Linked DNA regions of Gasterosteus aculeatus: region 2 is linked to region 1. The links are chromatin contacts, called in public Hi-C maps. All regions are on one chromosome and are shown on one strand. Each heading gives the region's core, a stretch centred on a gene start, on an enhancer-like site or on the middle of the called end of the contact. The rest is flanking DNA. Distances are from core to core; before and after follow the strand shown.

Region 1 (3,330 bases), core at 259-2,758:
TGAATCATGGTCCACATTAAGCTGTCATGTCAAATGCAGCCGACCGTTTACACAAAAGCGTTTCACTTATCATCGTATTTAATATATTGATGCTGCTAGAAGAAAACGATGCGCTCGTGTCTTCAGTTTGTGTGACAGTCCAACGCAAAGCCGGTGGTTTCATTTACTAAGAGGCCTAAACTCAAATCAAATTAATCTTTTTGAGTGATGTTTGCTGCTATGCATATAACAAAAACTGCACTCCAACACGTAATGCAAGAAGGCAAGTCTTCAAAAATAAAAAATAAGTAGGGGAACAAAATAATTCTCCCAAACATCTCTAAAAATAGTTGGATATTTAAATGCTCTTTTGCCTGTATGACCTATTTTGTTCACATGATATGACTGCAGCAAATACACAAGTCTCCCTCCTGCACATTTCCCTCTCTGCTTCCTCTCCCTTTTCTCCTCCCCCACACACGCTCACTCCTTTGATTCAGTTTTGAGGTCAGCTTGCAGCTCATCTCAGCACCTGATCTCTTCCTTTTTAAACACTTTGCATTTACGCCTCTTGTCCCCCCTCCTCCCCCCTTTCACAGCCTTCAAATGAAAGGTCTATTGAAGGAAAGTGCAAAGAGGACGTTACACAAAGTAATGACAAAACCCCAAACTGAGGTTGAGGGGGTTGAGCATAAGTCCCTAAAAGCTTCAGAGATCAAATCATGTGGATTATTGTTTGATTACATTTAGCATTCGTAATCCATTCTTTATGCATGGACATAATGACTAAATGTTTATTATTTATAAACTGGCTGATGGACATCCAGATAGAAACGCTGTTTGTTTACCAAATTAAAAAAATCTAGATGTGACATTAAGCAGCAAATGTAACAGTCTGTCCTCATTTACACAGAGTTGTGATCTAAAGACTCAACTGTGTTCTGGAGTCTCTCTTGATTGGTTCGTACTTAAACTTCACTAACTAAAACTACACCTCTTCTAATTGATATCGGAGGTTTATGACGTTAGTGCAGGCTTTGTGACTATTGTGACCAAAAGGCCACTTCTGCCAGCTGTCACTCATTCTTTCCAAATACTGAATTACAAAAACTCACCCAAATGAATTGGTTAAAGTTCATGAATAATGTCTCTGGAATTAAATACGCTGCATTGCAGCTTTAATTGAATCCCTGCCTTTCGCTGCATCATCCCTCTTTCACACTCACTCAAATAAAACACGCGTGAGCTGCCGCAGACGCCAAAGGCTGAAACTCTTGTTTTTTCACCAAAAGACAAAAACAGAGTAGTGATGACCCGACTTATCTTTCATCTATAGATCTCTCCCCCCTCTTTTGCTGCCAGTCCTCTATGATAACCCCTAATGGAATATGTTTCCCCCTCGCAAATCCCACAGAAATAAATCCTCTTTTTTCAGAACAAGTGGGTGGGTAAGGGAGGGGGGGGGCAGTGGGGTTCGTCTGTCACACGGAGGAATACAGTTGCCTTGGCAACCCCCGATGGTTTTTCCTCCGCAGCCTGGCAGCAGAGTGACTGGTTGGGGTGAGTTTGCTGAGGATGTCTTACATGGAGCGAGGGTGTCAGCAATCTTCTCAAAAGTAGTGCACATTATAGTGAGGCGCCAAATGGGTCTGAGATGAATTTATTATCAGTGATGTTGCTTTAAATTCGGAGATGGGTCACATGTGAATTTTTAATTGATGTGCATCAGATGACGGAGATGGAAGGGGAGTTTACATTTTCTTTCCAGAAGTAGACTTATGGACGAACGACGTTGGGGAAGTGTTAAGGAAGAAAACAGATATTATAAATCATGACCAACGGTTGCACAGCAGTAGAACAAACCCTTTCACAGATGTCCTGACTGGATATATTTTTAACACATCAGTATAATTACTGCTTCATTATTCTCCCTTGTTCCTTTATGATGACATACAGGCAGGTGGATCCAGCAGTGGCAGGATGCTTCCCCCGTGTGAACAGATGTGGTACTGCAACCGCTCCTGCAGAAGGACGTCTCCAAATGCACGTCTCAGCTACGACCAAGAGGGGTCGGGGAGGTGACGCTAAACCCATACAGTCGAGGGTTCAATATTAGTAACTCTCAGGCAGCTATACAACTTAAAGAGACACCTTTTTTCTTTAATCTGGATGTAGGCTGAGAGACTTGAGAAGTTGAATTGTACAAGTTAATGTCTTTGTGAACTGTAGAGAATATCTGTGGGATGAAAATAGACCTTAGTGTTGACTGTAAGTATGGGATTAGGAGCAAGAAACACCGGATTTGAATACCCTCTCATAGATAACTGTAATGATTCATTGTTATATTTTATTCTCTTTGCTGGGTGTGCAGTGTGGATATTGATGACATTTTGTTCTACTTGAATTCCAACTACCCAAATAACAGGAGATAAGAAATTACAAGAGAAATTGAAGGTGAAGACATGTGATGCAAGAGGGGCTGGTTGTATAAACTGTAAGAAAAAGCTAAAAAAAGGTATTTCAAAATAGCCTTAACAAATGTGACAAAATATATTTTAATACATTATAAGGGCACTTTAGCAAACCTAGAAAACAAATGAAAGGTCATCAGAAGGACAGGAAAGGCTGAGAATTGTGATTTCATTCAATTATTACTACTCAGCCATCCTTACTCTCAGCTGTGACCCCCCCTACTCGCTCATCTCGCCACACACTCTTTTCAAGAAATAAAAACAGATAGATACATTTTTCACCCACGCTTTTTACCAGATATGCAGAACGACTAACAACGAGTGAAACAACACGTGTGTGTGTGTGTGTGTGTGTGTGTGTGTGTGACACACCGAAGAAATGCACTGATTCCCAATCAGACTGCACTTAATAACGGACTGTAAATGTTGCGTAGTGACAGCTGTACCGCTCGCCTGTAGACCTCCACACGCACCGCTTACACATCTCGCCCCTAATTAAGTGTCCGTGCCACAGACAAGAAAAAACATGCTTGCTCGTGCCACAGGGTAGATATTTACTTTTTTTAAATCAAAGAGAGATGTTGACACCGAGCACCTGATAAACGTGAAACAATGAACGGTGTCTACAAAGTACCACGGTAACATTTGTCCGTCTTCAAGTCGACGCCAAAAACCCTCGCCGTCCAGACAGAAGAGGCAGAGTGTAAAATCCACTGTCCACCCGGCAACGATCCCCTTCGGAACGGACGGGCGGCTCTTGGATCCCACGTGGCGAGTAAAGAGGGTTAACGCGAAGCATCGGTTCCCTCATCCGCCCTCATACATCACCGCTCCCGTTGGCTCATTTTGTCCGGTCTCCGCTGGCGGCATCGTCGTCGTC
Region 2 (3,330 bases), core at 228-2,727, 33 kb before region 1:
TAAATACAACCTTCTTTCTCACTTGTCAGTCATGGCTTTTTAAGGAGCATCGTCCCGGCTATCGACCAGTATCATCTTCATGTTTTCTTATGATTATGTTTAAGGCTTTTGAAAGAAGACCCCGAACTTCAGCAAAAGTCTGCCTGTTGGCTCAGACATGTTACACAGAGTGTGCATACAACAACAAAGTAACCAGAAAAACCTACACATTATATATCCACACACATACATAACTTAAGCATACATTGTTTAACATTTACAGATAGTATTAAACCATTTCACAAATTAAAATAAATACAAAAATTATAGTTGGTTATTATTTATATGCTTTTTTTTTTTAAAGAGGAACACAAAAGCAAGCAGGAATTCTTTAGGATTACGAACCAACTGCAAACAGGATCACAACAGCACATTGACCTTCACTCATATAGGCCACAGACAAGAGGAGAAAAAGCTTAATTGGACTGGTACCCCATTGGGCCGGTGCGTCGCCGTAGATAAAGCCTGCGTGGTGGACTTTTTAAAAGTTGAAGTCCTTAAGAAACCCCATTCTGACTTCCTTTCTGGTCAGCATTCAATCTGCAATCGCCAATATATGTTTCCACATTCTGGAAGCAGCTTTTAGATATTACTTTTCATTGGCAGCTGGATCAACATGCCCCAGGGGTTCACAGGAAAACACGCATGCATCTGATCCAGCATTACTGTGTTGAATTGTATAACATGGATATCTGCCACATTGTTATTGGCCTCTGATTCTTTTCACATTTTGGAACAAGAGATCAGAACATGAGCAGTAAATCAGATTGCAGTTACAATTATTGACTTTTTTTTTTTATTTTATTAAACCTCACTGGCTGTTGCCTTCTTTAAACCAAGGTTATGTCACCAAATCAACCTGTGCTCACTTCTCATACGGATTGCGACTCCAAGTCCAAAACGCAAATATTATCTCAGACCTCGGCAAAAGCTCCTTTTCTAAGCAACTAAAACAAAAAAGTATGCACATTTTCAAAAATTCTCTGCTGCACACAAATGAGTGAAATCAGCCCAGCTGACTCAAGCCTGTGACACGTCTGTAGGAACCTAAATGTAAGCCAGCACCGCTCTCTGAGCTTACTCTGAGACGGCTTCAGCCACGTGGCAGAAGAATTCAGCACCTGAGTGAGACGACGGCGACACGTCGCAGGTGAGCTTATGCTGCGCAAGATCGACTCGCCGCCTCCCAAACATGTCCGCTTGTCTCCTCTTCCCACAACTCCAGCCTCCAGACGTCCCCACTCATCCTCACGTTGCACTCGGGCTTCGAATTAGGACGTCTTCATAAAGCACAGTGGTCGGAGCGCTCGCTTCCGCACCCATAATGTAGATACTGTGTGCACTGATAGCATGCACACCACTGCATATATATACACGCACACACACACACACACACACACATACATACATATTGGCCTATAATAACCCACATACATGCATTTGCACCTGAAACGTGGCAGTTGTGCTTTAGGGAGACCTGGAACATGTAATGACCATGAGAGGGAGAGGTAGGGGGTGTGCATGAGATGGAGGAGAAACAGATCGGCCCGGTTGGTTGTTTGGTGTGTGAGAGAGTCGGCGGATCAATCCCCTCAGTGGGCTGTGTGATGTCTCCCCAGCGAGGGCACATGACTTGTGGAGAGTCCAGGAGAGACACTGAGGTTTGTGTAATTGGGGTTTTGGCATCTCTCCGGGGGGCGTGGTTTGTGTCGTGTGTTCATCAACGGATGGAGGGAAAGACGGGGGTCAAGAAGACCCTCCCGCTTCATTTCTTGTTGGCGATGCGTCTCTTCCTGGTGGCCAGCATGTCGTAGAAGGGGTCTCGGCTAATGCTGGCCCTGGAGAAGAGGTCAATCAAAAGGACAGTGACAAAATAAATAATACGGTAACATGTGATGAGGGTCTTGAGCATCTTTGATATGGAAATGTTGGCACATTTATACAAACCCCTTCTTTAGCTAGATCATCAAAAAAAAAAGAGTTTGTGCAACGACCTAGTTTGGTTTCCATGGTTTCTGAAGAGGAACCCTCCTGCTCACTAGTTCTTTCTTGGTACTCGGGTTGGCTAAAAGACACAATCCCAAACTTCCCCCCTCACTACTCTGAAGGTTGAAAGGTCTGAAGGAGGGCGAACAAATGTGCTCAAGATGATTGACTCTTTTCGCTGGCCCTTTTTTCCTGCAGCGATGCAAAAGGCAGAGCACAATGAGAGCAAGTGAATCAGGAATCCATTCGGGCTCCACCGAGGAGCCCAGTTTCACGGCTGCTAAATCGCGTTAGCACCAGCACAAAGCAAGAAGAGGCTCAACCCCCCACTGCGGATATCTCCGATTGCCTTTGCGACGCCACGCGCTGGAGAATGAATCTGTATTTGATGACTATCCTGCTTTTCTGCACCACTCGTTGTCATTTTACACAACCCAATTTCATGAAACAAAAGCCCAACTGTGAATCCGAGCGAGGCTCCTGTGACTAATGCAAAATAACATTTCTGCCCTCAACAAAATGTAAAACCTGATGAAACTTTCACTAACAGATCACATTTATTTATGAGCCCACTTTCCCCATTGACCCAGTTCCTCCACCATCATCGGGCTCTGTGGGGTTTTGACTCAAGTCGAGCAGATGCAGCGTTGCCTCTGTGATCATCTCCACAAAATCACCATTTCCATAAAACCCCTTTCATCTCCACAGACCCCCGAGTCCCCCCGGACCCCCTCTGGTGAAGCACAAGCTTGTTGGCCTCCGTGGTTCCGTGGCTCCGTCAGCCCAGTTTGGAGCTGCCTCTCCTGGATGGCAGCGCTGGGTTTGCTGGCTCACGCCTGGGCCGCTCGAAGCAGTGACTAATCCCTCATCATTTCCCCAGTGCAAACCCTTTGATAGTATGGAAACGGTGGGGGGTTGCATTATGTTACAGTATACTAGTGTTCTGCTGAGCTAACTCAGACTTAGATGTTGCACCATCCTCTACGCGGGTGATTAGAGAGCAACATTTAGGTCCCTGACAGGGAGCGAGGTTCTCCTCACTGAACAGTAACAGTACGTAATATGTACGCTGTCTGACGGACAGCAAACCACACCCCTTAATGAAATAGAATATTGTAATACTCAATACAGAGAGAGGTGTCAGTACATTTCCTGGGTCTTACAGTCCATGATGCCCCGTCACTAATATATTTAGCATTACAACCATTATTGAGTGGCAACACACCACCATCCTTTTCACTTAAGGAAGAGCAGCAGCCGGTCGGTTTCCGGTAGTTCAGCATATAGACTGGAAACGGCTGGGCT

Evidence for each region. A called contact is a pair of places that touch in the nucleus more often than the background predicts.
Region 2: a contact with region 1 is called in a Hi-C map of tail fin, with 5 times the contacts expected there. The contact joins two enhancer-like sites. A contact is called at or near these places in 3 of 6 Hi-C or Micro-C datasets (skeletal muscle, tail fin and whole body).

The regions. Positions count from the first base shown.
Region 1 is chr11:12,098,694-12,102,023 of fGasAcu3.hap1.1, reverse strand. No RefSeq gene overlaps it. Among protein-coding and RNA genes, the nearest start is that of rac1b, 3.5 kb to the right of the region's middle. Within about 2 kb of position 1,508, at least 1 of the 9 cell types and tissues checked has open chromatin away from gene starts, as enhancers often do.
Region 2 is chr11:12,131,663-12,134,992 of fGasAcu3.hap1.1, reverse strand. cyth3b (cytohesin 3b) reads right to left here. Exons shown (of 14, transcript XM_040191796.2): 14 at 1-1,877. The coding sequence ends at 1,805. Among protein-coding and RNA genes, the nearest start is that of cacng5b, 9.6 kb to the left of the region's middle. Within about 2 kb of position 1,477, at least 1 of the 9 cell types and tissues checked has open chromatin away from gene starts, as enhancers often do.